2 separate regions of the Bombyx mori genome follow, and region 1 is linked to region 2. Evidence: chromatin contacts called from public Hi-C data. All regions are on one chromosome and are shown on one strand. Each heading gives the region's core, a stretch centred on a gene start, on an enhancer-like site or on the middle of the called end of the contact. The rest is flanking DNA. Distances are from core to core; before and after follow the strand shown. Region 1 has its middle 7.8 kb from the start of TRNAK-UUU. Region 2 has its middle 38 kb from the start of Ets.

Region 1 (6,244 bases), core at 3,290-5,789, 83 kb before region 2:
ACCTTGCACTACCAATTTCATACATCTCTTAGTCACATCCATATCTTCTCTACGCACCACATGTCCAGATCACGATAACCTGCATTCAAGTCACTTTGTGTAACCTTTGTGAACCACGTGTAGGTAATTTAGTGGGATTCAATAAAAATTACCAGCCCACTGGTGGGCGCGGCCTGCCTCAACGTTTGCCACTGTAACGGGTCCAGCACTGTCTGCAAAGTTTCAATGCCCCACACAAAAACTAAAAAGGCTGGAATATATTTTCAGAATCATACTTTCAATTTCATAACTTTAGCACGCGATAGGTTTCGTCAAGGTCACGACCTGAATATAATACAATTTCTTTGCAAATAACAGAGCAATCATCAGTCTCACTTTCATGCATGTTAAGATACTCTTTTTTTCTAATTACTTTTAAAAAAAAAATATTATAGTATTTATTTAGAGCTGCTAACGAACTAGATAACGGTTTCACGTCGTGTTCTATAATTTTCGTTTCTTTTATATCCAATTTTACAAATATGTATTTAGTTTTAGTGGCCACGGACGACATTTGATTGTTTTGCATTATCATCTAATGACTAATCCATGTTAATAAATACTGTCACTGTAATGCTACTATCATTGAGCTCATATTGGCTTACCAAATGAACAATACCCTACGACGGATTAAATTTAGTTTCACCCACCCCAGCACCCATAGTTCCTAACTGATGACGATCAGTTTTTGTACTCGAGCGGAAGAAGCGAGGTCGTCATATTTCCGTGTTTCCCGCCAAATTATCCGTGTAATGGCGGTACAGCGTGACGACAAAATGGCCGTCCAACAGATTGTGTACGCTGACGTATTATTGTTAGGTTTTTTGTGTCTAAGATAATACTGCATTTCCGATCTGTATAGATTCTTGTTCGCTGCGGGTAATAGACAGATACGAGGAAATCGACCTCCGGTCTGGGTGGCTTGTGTGGGTGGGATGGTGCCATGGTGTCTGAAGGTACTGGCGGCTGTCATTGATGTTGAGTGGGGAAGTGGCCTCCGGAACTGGGCCCTAGCATAATCAGCATTTAGAGATTCAGAACCGTCGGGGTCCAAGTGATTGGTACTCCTCTCTCGGTAGGTTTGCGAACCGTCGGAGCACATTTTTCCCGTTCTCGCGAACTCGATGGATCGTGACCGAGGACGTCTCATCTTCCGGATAACGAACGTGCTTATCCGGCTGGGATGTTTGCCTCATTTCGCACCAAAACATTGAAATTAGAGCTGCACATACCTACTTATTATTGGGAGTGTTCTTCTTGCTACATACTGATCTGTCGCTGACGAGCGTGGGCCACAAGGACGGACTTCACCCGATTCCTGCCTACTGTTCTAGGACAGATGATAGCAAGGTCTTTCAGGTTGAACCTCGTGAGCTCGCCTACTAAACCGGTGAACCTGGAATAGGTCCTTTAGCCTTTAGGTGATTAGAGATAGAATAATCAACAAAATAAAAAAATGGGGCACGTAGGTATTTATTTTCGGCTCCCCAATCTCGGTTTGGGGAGCGGCGAAGGAGATTTTGAAGAAAGTGCGTTTTGGCTTTTGGCTAATCAGTTGTCATAATGATAAATAAAATAAAATTGCCTGTTGATTATTTCTGTTTTTCTTTGTTTTCATAGATCGTGATTATTTTGGGGTTAGCTGTTTTACACAACATTTTATTTGATTCAATAACTGGATTCCTACTGACGCGTTGGAATCTTTAGATCTGAATCGAAGCGACGAAAGCTCCATGTTGCCGACCAACACGCGCCCGAACCTTAAGTGAAATAGAGCCCCATCGAACCATGGAGCCTCAAGTCAGACAGAGGCCCACCGAGCCATGCGGAAGGTAAGGATTGGACGAGCTTAGCGCGGAACGCCGATTGCCCCGCCACGATATTCGGGATTCTGAATTAGCGGTCGTCTACACCATAACCATCGAGCCTGAGGTGGACTATCTCAAGCCCGTTTAAATACAGGGATTCTTCACTGCGACAACAAAACCAGCAAAGGTCGGGAAGCGCGAAGTCAAATCTAGCTATAACATGGATTCATATTTTCGCGACAACACTTGTAGGATACATTAACAGGAAACGGACAAAGAAATAATTAGTCTCACGTAATTGAAATTAAGTTTGCTGACAGGTGTCAGAAAACTTGACACCTGTCAGCAAACTTAATCCCTGAAATAACTGATATTATTATCAATAATTAGGTAAGGTTTCGCGATTTACTCGTTAACATTGACATTGTTGTTTATTTTTAGATAAGTCAACAAGTTACCGATGCTGTTTTGCTTAGAGAATAAATAAAGGAACAGAAGATTCTATACGTTGTTCTAATAAACTGTAAAGTGGACACTTCCAACAACGCTATGACGCAAGTCACTTATTTTCAAGGGCTACGTACGTATTTGTTGATATCCAGCTGACTTCTATTGATTGATATAGTATTTTACGACTGCTATGTTAAGCATACGCTACACAATAGGTACATACGTATTTGCTGATTATTTTGTGTATAATTATGTAACTAAGTGAAATTTAGTAGTAGTTTACTAGGTTTGGAGATTAAATTGTCAGAATACATAAGCCTGTTCCAAATAGCATATCTTGTATACTAATATATTACGTCGAACATGAAAAATATATTCTTCTTCTTCTCCATCGCTCCCTCATTGCTGAGGATCGGGACTCCGTTTTAGCTTGTCGACTGTCAGCCTCCATCGGTTCCGGTCAGTTGCCTGGTGTAGTAGCGCTAAGTGGTCCGCTGGTTTGCTCGGAGATCTGGTCGGACCAACGTTTGGGGCTCCGGCCTCTAGGACGTTTTCCTTCTACTTTCCCAGTGACCATCAGACGTTCCAAGTTGTCTACACCTCTGCGAGCAACGTGGCCAAAGTAGCGCATTATGCGTTGCAGACAGGTGGCAGACAGGCGTTGAGCGTTCTCCATTTTAAGCTGATGTAGGACCGAGATGTTCGGGCGGTGGGCTGTCCATGGAATCCTTAATAGGCGGCTCCAGCACCACATTTCAAAAGCATCAACTCTGTTCCGGTCAGCTGCTTTTATGGTCCATGTTTCTGCTCCATAGAGAGCGATTGGGAAGACCAGTGAGTGCACAAGATGTATTTTGGTCCTATTCGAAATATTACGATCTTTCCAAACTTTGCTCAACTGCGTCATAGCTGTTTTAGCCATTCCAATTCGTCGGCGTATTTCAGGCTCACAGCTCCCCTTATCCGTGATCACAGAACCAAGGTAGACAAACTGGTCTACGGCCTCGTATTCTGCCAAATGTTCCGTACGCTGAGTGGATGAGAAGCGGTCTACGACTAGCAGCTTGGTCTTCCTTTTGTTAATTACTAGTCCCATGTTTAGGCTTATAGCCTCTAATCTGTGCAGAAGCTCCTTCATCTCCGCCTCAGATGATGCAAGAAGTGTGGTGTCGTCGGCATATCTCAGGTTCGTTATCTGAACTCCCCCTATTCTAACGCCTCCTTCCCAGTTTTCTAAAGTCTGGCGCATTATAATAATATATTCCCCTTAAATATTGAAGAGAATAGGTGAGATAACACATCCTTGCCGGACTCCTTTTTCCTGGAAACGAAATTTACTTGAAGTGGCATTTTCGATAGAGACAGACCCAAACCCCGACTCGTACAGGTTGCGAATCAACATAACAAGTTGACTCGGAACTCCTGTATCACTTAGGATCTCCCACAGTTTCTCCCATTTCACGCAATCAAAGGCCTTCTTATAATCTACGAAGCACATAAAGACAGGTGTGTTGTACTCATAGCATTTCTCTACAATGAGTCGCAAGTTTAGAATTGCTCTCTTGTGCCCCTCCCCCTAACAAAACCTGCCTGCTCCTGAGGTATCTGCCAGTCAAGGAACGATTTTAGTCTGCTGTTTATGACGTGGAGTAGGATCTTGCTAGCGTGCGAAACAAGGGCTATCGTTCGGTAAAATATATTAATTTAATATAAATTTAATAACCATATTTTTGTTTTCTCTGAATTAAGTACTGTTGCACTATATGAATTATTAATCAATTACCTATTCAGTTTCTCGGCGGATCTTCTCAGTAGGTCGTGATTACGATCTAGTGGCATATTCTGCGAATATTTATAATTAATAATAATTTACTAGGGCTGGTGTTAGCAAGTTCTCTCAGGTAGAGCCCGTGAGGTCACTTAACATCCGGGCGTAGCTGCAGTAGCCCCTTAGGCTAGCGAATAGGTAGGGAAAATAAAGTCAACCGTAATTAAAAGTGTTTGGTGAAGAGTGACATCTAGCGGACTTTAAATATAACTGATCAGTGCCATACCTATTATTATTATTAGAGCATTCCGCTGATATAGCCTCTCAAGGCCATCAGCATAGGTAGGGAAAAAAAAGAGCCTTTTGGAATTTCTGGATGAAATAAAAATATTGATAACAGTGACATCTACTAAGGCCATTATTAACAATTTGCCAGTGTCATCTGTTGTCAAAAATTTCGATTGTTCGTTTGAGATGTTCTTTTGGTAGTTATGCAAGCCAACACTAGATGGCAGTAACAACAAAATATATTGAGAGTTATCGCATGTGGCCAAAGGATAAAGCTACTCGCGCGCTACCTGTCGTACGTGGATATTACTATGACTGAAACATTCACAGCTGTATTAAGTGACATCACAATAGGATAATGGTTTAAGAATGGAGAGGAGATGCATAAAAAAAAATAGTTATAGAATATCTACATAAAATAGAACTAAAGGTCTTAAGCTAACTTTTTTTTTATTGCTTAGTTGGGTGGACGATCTCACAGCCCATCTGGTGTTAAGTGGTTACTGGAGCCCATAGACATCCACAACGTAAATGCGCCACCCACCTTGAGATATAAGTTCTAAGGTCTCAAGTATAGTTATAACGGCTGCCCCACCCTTCAAACCGAAACGCATTACTGCTTCACGGCAGAAATAGGCAGGATGGTGGTACCCACCCGCGCGGACTCACAAGTCCTACCACCAGTAATTACGCAAATTATAATTTTGCGGGTTTGATTTTTATTTCACGATGTTATTCCTTAACCGTGGAAGTCAATCGTGAACATATTTTGTTGAGTACGTATTTCATTAGAAAAATTGGTACCCGCCTGAGATTCGAGCACCGGCGGTGCATCGCTCAACACGAATGCACCGGACATCTTATCCGTTTATCCGTTAGGCCACGACGACGTCATATAAACATACGTATATATTTAGGGAGACAGTTAAGCTAACTTAAGTTGGTGTTTGTGTCTGTGTTTACACAGATAGGTACTATTAAAAGGAAAAGTTAATTTGGTTCTGATGTAGTCTGGTATAATAGAAATTCGGAATCGCGAACAAGATTTAAGTAACCTTGCTTACACCATTTGTTTCCGTCGTATGACAAGGGAAGTACGAATATGATTGCCAATATACTACGCGGCCTCAGGCATCCGAACCGACATCCGTTCCTTCAACTTTAATACTGAAAATTGAAAAATGTACCTGAATGATTCTGATGCATTATACATGTCTAAGCGACGATCACATTGAGATATCTTCCATTAATTGTTTTAATACTTTAGTTGGGAGCCCAAGGAAGGTACTAAGTACGCACGAATCTGATTTTGTGTAGGTGGTGTCTACGAAAAGGATTTGTAGACATAATTAGAACTTGAACCACTACTTAAAATGTCATGGTTTTTGTACCTTTGCAAGATCCTGTCTATGGACGAGACTGTGTCTACGGACTCTTCTAAGTAGGAAAGAGTAAGTTAAGAGACGCAGTTTTGAGAGTTAAGAAACCGGCTTCGTTCGTCTAGAACGACTAGGTGCGCGAATCTCTGTGGGCAAGCGACTCATAAGACAAGCTCACTTTAAATAATTCGAGAACCGATTAAAGGAAAAATCCCCGCGCGCAAGGCCTTTGAAATTCTGAAATGGCTAACCAAATTTAAACGGAAACATGGCTGACGCGTATATAACAAATGGGATACTTTTTAGAGAAAAAGAAACTCCAAAAGGGACTGGCGTTTTTTTTATTTTTATTATTATTGCTTAGATGTGTGGACGAGCTCACAGCCCACCTGGTGTTAAATGGTTACTGGAGCCCATAGACATCTACAACTTAAATGCGCCACACACCTTGAGATATAAGTTCTAATGTTTCAGTAAAGCTACAACGGCTGCCCCACCCTTCAAACCGAAAC
Region 2 (5,884 bases), core at 324-2,823:
GTAATAACACTTAGAACACTTAAAATACTTAACGAATACTTTAAAATTCTCAATTCACTTCTTCCGCTTCGCTTCAGGTGATCCGTTCGCTGTTTCGCTTCGAGTAGATCCGATTATTGACTGACTGAGTGTTTTTTTATCCTACTTAAGTCTTGAGAGACCATTTAATTTTGAGCGTAACCTTAAGTAGGTAGTAGGTGAGCTCACGGGGCTCAAAGCTGACGTCATTGCTAACACTAACACTAACCCTAGCTAGCCCTACCACCGGATCGGAAACGCTGTGTCTGTGGGTTAATTTACTCGCCGAGCCCTTCGTCGCAAGCGACGAGTTTGAAGAGAGCGATGACCGGTGACTGAGTGCCTTCCCTGCAACGCTTTTATAGTCGATATGACATTCCTAGAATTATCGAAAACATCCTCACAAGTCGAGTATTTTCGATATGCGTTTCCGCCACTTGACTATAGATGGCGTTGTACTTATCGGGCATTCTCGATTTCTATAGTTCTTTTGATATTCGTTTCTGCTATCTGACGATAGATGGCATTGTTTTCACCGGTGTAATAATATGAATACAATAAAAATAATACGAGCCTGTCTTGAGACATGAGGTCGAATTCTGTCTTAGTCGTATTACGTACATACGCCTACGCTTTACCCAAGGGTAAGAAATCACCGCCACTATAGACGAGATAATGTCAGGGTCACGGAAGAGAGATGCTCATCATACCCTTCATAATGGAAGAAAGACAGCAAAGACTCTTATTACTACACCAGTGTAGAAATAAGCTGTGTTAGGACTAACTTTGCCTATTTTGTTTCACCTTCTTCCTCGAAGTCCGTTAATAAAAACAAAATTGTTTGACTAAGTTTGAAAATTTAAAGGCACGCCATCTATTTCCATTAATATTAAGCCATAAAAAAGTGGATTAGCTTAATAATAGATGTCATGATCATCAACATACAAGATTGTTTCCGAAAGTTCACAATAGATGGCAATGGTGTTTTAAGTTTAATTTAAAAACAACAGAAGTCGCAGAACAAGGCCTATTAAAAAAAAAATGTATGATATTATTCGAAGAATAAACTTAATAACAAAAATAATAATAAAGTTAATAATGATAACATTAGACATATATTATTATTGCCTTGGGACGGTGTGGCGTGGCTTAAGGAACAAGTACGGGTTGAAAGTGAACGGTTTCCAAGCAGTTGAAGAGTTGTGTGTTCAGTGCGAGTTTTTAAACTTCTCGATAGCGTAAAAGTTAACTCAAAGTGGTACGGAATTGGAACAGCGCCCCTAGCGGCAACGAAGGGAAGCTGTTCAAACTCCACATATATTTGAGTTAAGTTTTAAAACTCGCACTAAGCACACTGGTCAGATTTGCTCTTGTAGTGAAAGTTGTAGTAGTTGTGCCTTTGCAGTTGTCTGACAACCTTGGATAAATAGCTCATGAACAAGAAGAATGAAATAATTTTAATTTAAAGAAATAATTGGAAATTCTGGCGAGTATTATTACAAGTACTTGTCTTGCTGTGAGTATTTATTTTTATTTCTTTTCAAAGTGACACCTGTTGAGAATTAAGTGTACTAAGTCAAAACAAACAAAATGCTGTATTTCCTGACAACTAGATGTCACTTTCATCAACAAAAATATTTTCTTAAACTGTTTTCGATTTTATTATACCATGAGTTGTGATTGTTATAATGAACAGTTGATAATGTTAAATTACTCCTTCTAATTATTAAACGTATAGCTTAAAAAAAGATGTGGTGTCGTGGGACACCAGGTAGGAACGAAGTTCCTTCGCCTAATGTAGAATCGACACAACTTGAAAAAAAAAATCGTGCTCAATTTTATATAGGTTTTCTTGATTTTTCTCTTAAATTTTGCTGATTAGTTTTTATTTAAGTACAGGAAAGTATTTAGGAAATTCAGTATTTCAGGAAATAATAAATTACGTAAAATAAAAAAAAATCGTAATTCAAATTATCAATTAAAATAACAAAATATGTCTCTTTATTTTTGTTTGACAACATAAAATTACATAGAAATAGAAATAAATACAAAGTAGAGAGAGAAGGGATGAGAGAACGAAAAGAAAGAATAAGAAAGAGAAAGGTATTATACACTACTCGCTTGTGTATACGACTGTCGCGCCTGCGCACGTCTCATTTAACGGTTTTATTCCACGGACTTTTTCTTACGGTTTTACTATCACATTTTTTTCAGTTCGGTCGCGCAGCATAATCCCTATCTCCTCCAAGCCTGCGAAGGAACGTAAGGAACTTCGTTCCAAAATGCAACCTAATTAACGTTAACGTAATTAAGGTCTATCGTTTGCCGCTGGGGACGCTATTCAAACTGTATACAAATTTGAGTTAACTTTTACGCTATCGAGAACGTTAAAAAACTCGCACTAAGCCCACAGATGACCGTGTGTGATTTGTCTCCTGTTACTATTATTATTCTTTCATATTGAAATTTATATTTACGAAACCCGAAAAATTAAGAATCATCATAGTCGGTTACTCTAGGCAGAGCAGTCGTGGTCATGTGGAATCCTTGTTAATGAAAGTCTTAACAGCTGTTCTCCATATCGAGGCTTGGCGCACGCACTCGTGCGGTTTTGGTAAGGGTTTTTACTTGATCAGTCCAGCACGTGGAGCCTTGTCCACGATATATTTTACCATTGACCCTACCCTGAACAACAAGTTTCTCTATAATCTTTTTTTTTATGATTGAAAGATTACTGGTGGCCCGGACGCCTTTCCAGTTTCACCAGGACAGGTGGGCGAGCAAACGCTCAGCCAGAAGGGGTGGGATTTGCTAACAACTGCCCGAGCGCCTCCGAAGGATATGTAACAACTCAAGAGCAATTACTTCGCAAATGAATCTACTACCGGGTCGGAATCACGACCCACTGAGAAGATCCGGCGAGAAACTTAGCGGGCTGATGCATGGGTAGGGTTGCACGCCGACCTCTTTGTCGAGTTAGACGAGTACGGTTACCGGGGTTCTATAATCTCTGCTGGCCGTCGCGATACGCCAAATTATCGGAGAATCCTGGATTGCACCGTTAATACACCAGTGAAAATAGGTTTTGTCGGAATTATCGCAAACAATCCTTCAGCGGACATTTCAGGGAGACGGTACAAATTACAGAGACAAGCGAAGTTTCTCCGTTGCACTAGAGTTGACTAGAGGTTTCAAGTGATCTAACAGGTCAGAATGAGCGGGTATCCTAGCGGGAATGGCTCTTTGTTGTGGCGACATTTCTCGAGTGGAAGTCGATACCTGTGCAAGTTTACAGCGCGCCTTACCTTACACAGGGGCCACAAGTACCTAAGACTTGTTGTATCCCTTCGTTTTGCTTTCCGCTCGCAATAACCAAGAAACCAAGAAATTACGGTGGTAAAATACTAATCGCCCGTTACCAGCGAACCCTCAAATTTATATTCTCGCTAAACGTTAATATAAAATGAAACATTTCACAGTTTATTAAGCTCATTATTAAGTGTTTATTCAAATTGCTAATAAACGGGGTAACAAAAAGTTGGGCAATTGAAAAAGTAGCTTTTTGCGTAGCTTTTATTAGGGTTCTAGGGCTGGCACGTTTTTTGAATGTTCATTATTATTTTACTAATAAGATTGTATTGAATTGTATTTTCAGAATGCATTTTGTAAATGTTAATCGGAATATCATTGTATTAAAACCTATCTTATACATATAAAAAAGGTTTTATTCGTATTACCTTATTCCATTTGAGCCTGTTACAAGAAAACTGCTCAAAAGGGTTATGTAAATGATGTTTTGGCAATATACAATCTACTGGCAATCTTTTGGCAATCAGCAGCTAACTGAACTTACAGCACTGATTGTTTAGATCGCAATTAACGAAATCACTTTAGTTTTTGAACAGTTCAATTTTCATCAGTGTTCGATCAGACTGGGCGACGTTATATCATTGTAAAAAATAGTAATAATTCATTATAAACAATTTGCTTATGGCAGTTTACATCTTCAACATATGGCTCTATTCATTTTTGTTATGAAAAACACTTTTTGACAGTGCCGTTAGAACGAGCCTATAAAATTCCGATAAATTATTATGAATAAGACCGTAAAGAATACGGTACGTGGAAACGACTGACACGATATGGCTAAAATGTAAGAGAAATTGAACTCGGAAATCAATGTTTTTCTGTATTCGGAAAATTAATTAATCTGGCAGTCTTGGTCGAACCACTTTGTCGAGTGTATTTAATACAAGCAGTGTCTCCTTGCCGAGGTCCGAATCTCGTAGACGTCAATAAAATTCCTTAATAAAATACGTACCTTAATAAATTCCTTAATAAAATATGAAGTCATCGTGGCCTAAGGGATAAGACGTCCGGTGCATTCGTGTTGACCGATGCACCGGTGTTCGAATCCCGCAGGCGGGTACCAATTTTTCTAATGAATTACGTACTCAACAAATGTTCACGATTGACTTCCACGGTGAAGGAATAACATCGTGTAATAAAAAGTAAAACCCGCAAAATTATAATTTGCGTAATTACTGGTGGTAGGACCTCTTGTGAGTCCGCCGTGAAGCAGTAATGCGTTTCGGTTTGAAGGGCGGGGGAGTCGTTATCAATGTACATGAGACCTTAGAACTTATATCTCAAGGTGGGTGGCGCATTTACATTGTGGATGTCTATGGGCTCCAGTAACTACTTAATGGGTCTGCGGAGGGACTTCGGTTCCCTCTGTATTTTATACCGTATGTTCCATGGGGAGTGCTCTGAGGAATTGTTCGAGATGATACCAGCATCTCGTTTTTATCATCGCACCGCCCGCCACCGGAGTAGAGTTCATCCATACTACCTGGAGCCGCTGCGGTCATCCACAGTGCGTTTCCATAGATTTTTTTTGCCACGTACCATCCGGCTATGGAATGAGCTCCCCTCCACGGTGTTTCCCGAGCGCTATGACATGCCCTTCTTCAAACGAGGCTTGTGGAGAGTATTAAGCGGTATGCAGCGGCTTGGCTCTGTCCCTGGCATTGCTGAAGTCCATGGGCGACGGTAACCACTTACCATCAGGTGGGCCGTATGCCCGTCTACCTACAAAGGCAATAAAAAAAAAAAAACACTAGGTGAGCTGTGAGCTCGTCCACCCATTTAAGCAATAAAAAAAAATATATATAATAATTTGGGAGTAACCTCATCTTACAAGGTGGGTAGTGTTATTTTTGTCTATGAGGAACGGAAACCACTACACATCTACAGAGCTGTAAGCTAATTTACTACCATTGCTAGCAATGCACAAAAAAATTCATTGAAAAAAAAAATGTGTGCGTGTACTAGTGTACACACGTAAGAAGTGAAACTTCTTTATGGCCTTATTTTTCGAAAAATGATCTACATGCAACTTTCTAGAAATTGGTTAAATAAAGTTAAATTAGATAAAGTTTAAACAAAAGGATTTTATTATCATAGACATGAATACAAAAAAAAATGTGTGCGTGTACTAGTGTACACACGTAAGAAGTGAAACTTATTTATGGCCTTATTTTTCGAAAAATGATCTACATGCAACTTTCTAGAAATTGGTTAAATAAAGTTAAATTAGATAAAGTTTAAACAAAAGGATTTTATTATCATAGACATGAATACAAAAAAGATGGCGCGTAACGGAAAAATGTGACGCGTAACCGAAAAATGTGACGGTAATTTTTTTTCCAACGCCGATAAAGAAGTTTCACTTCAAAAAGTTAAATTAGATAAAGTTTAAACAAAAGGATTTTATTATCATAGACATGAATACAAAACAGATGGCGCGTAACGGAAAAATGTGACGCGTAACCGAAAAATGTGACGGTAAATTTTTTTCCAACGC

The links. Hi-C and Micro-C count contacts between places; a contact is called where the count stands out from the background.
Region 1: a Hi-C map of midgut shows a contact between it and region 2, with 2.5 times the contacts expected there. The contact joins two enhancer-like sites. A contact is called at or near these places in 2 of 7 Hi-C or Micro-C datasets (midgut and whole pupa).

What each region holds. Positions count from the first base shown.
Region 1 is chr17:16,542,361-16,548,604 of ASM3026992v2, reverse strand. No RefSeq gene overlaps it. Among protein-coding and RNA genes, the nearest start is that of TRNAK-UUU, 7.8 kb to the left of the region's middle. Within about 2 kb of position 4,539, at least 8 of the 8 cell types and tissues checked have open chromatin away from gene starts, as enhancers often do.
Region 2 is chr17:16,457,235-16,463,118 of ASM3026992v2, reverse strand. No RefSeq gene overlaps it. Among protein-coding and RNA genes, the nearest start is that of Ets, 38 kb to the left of the region's middle. Within about 2 kb of position 1,573, at least 7 of the 8 cell types and tissues checked have open chromatin away from gene starts, as enhancers often do.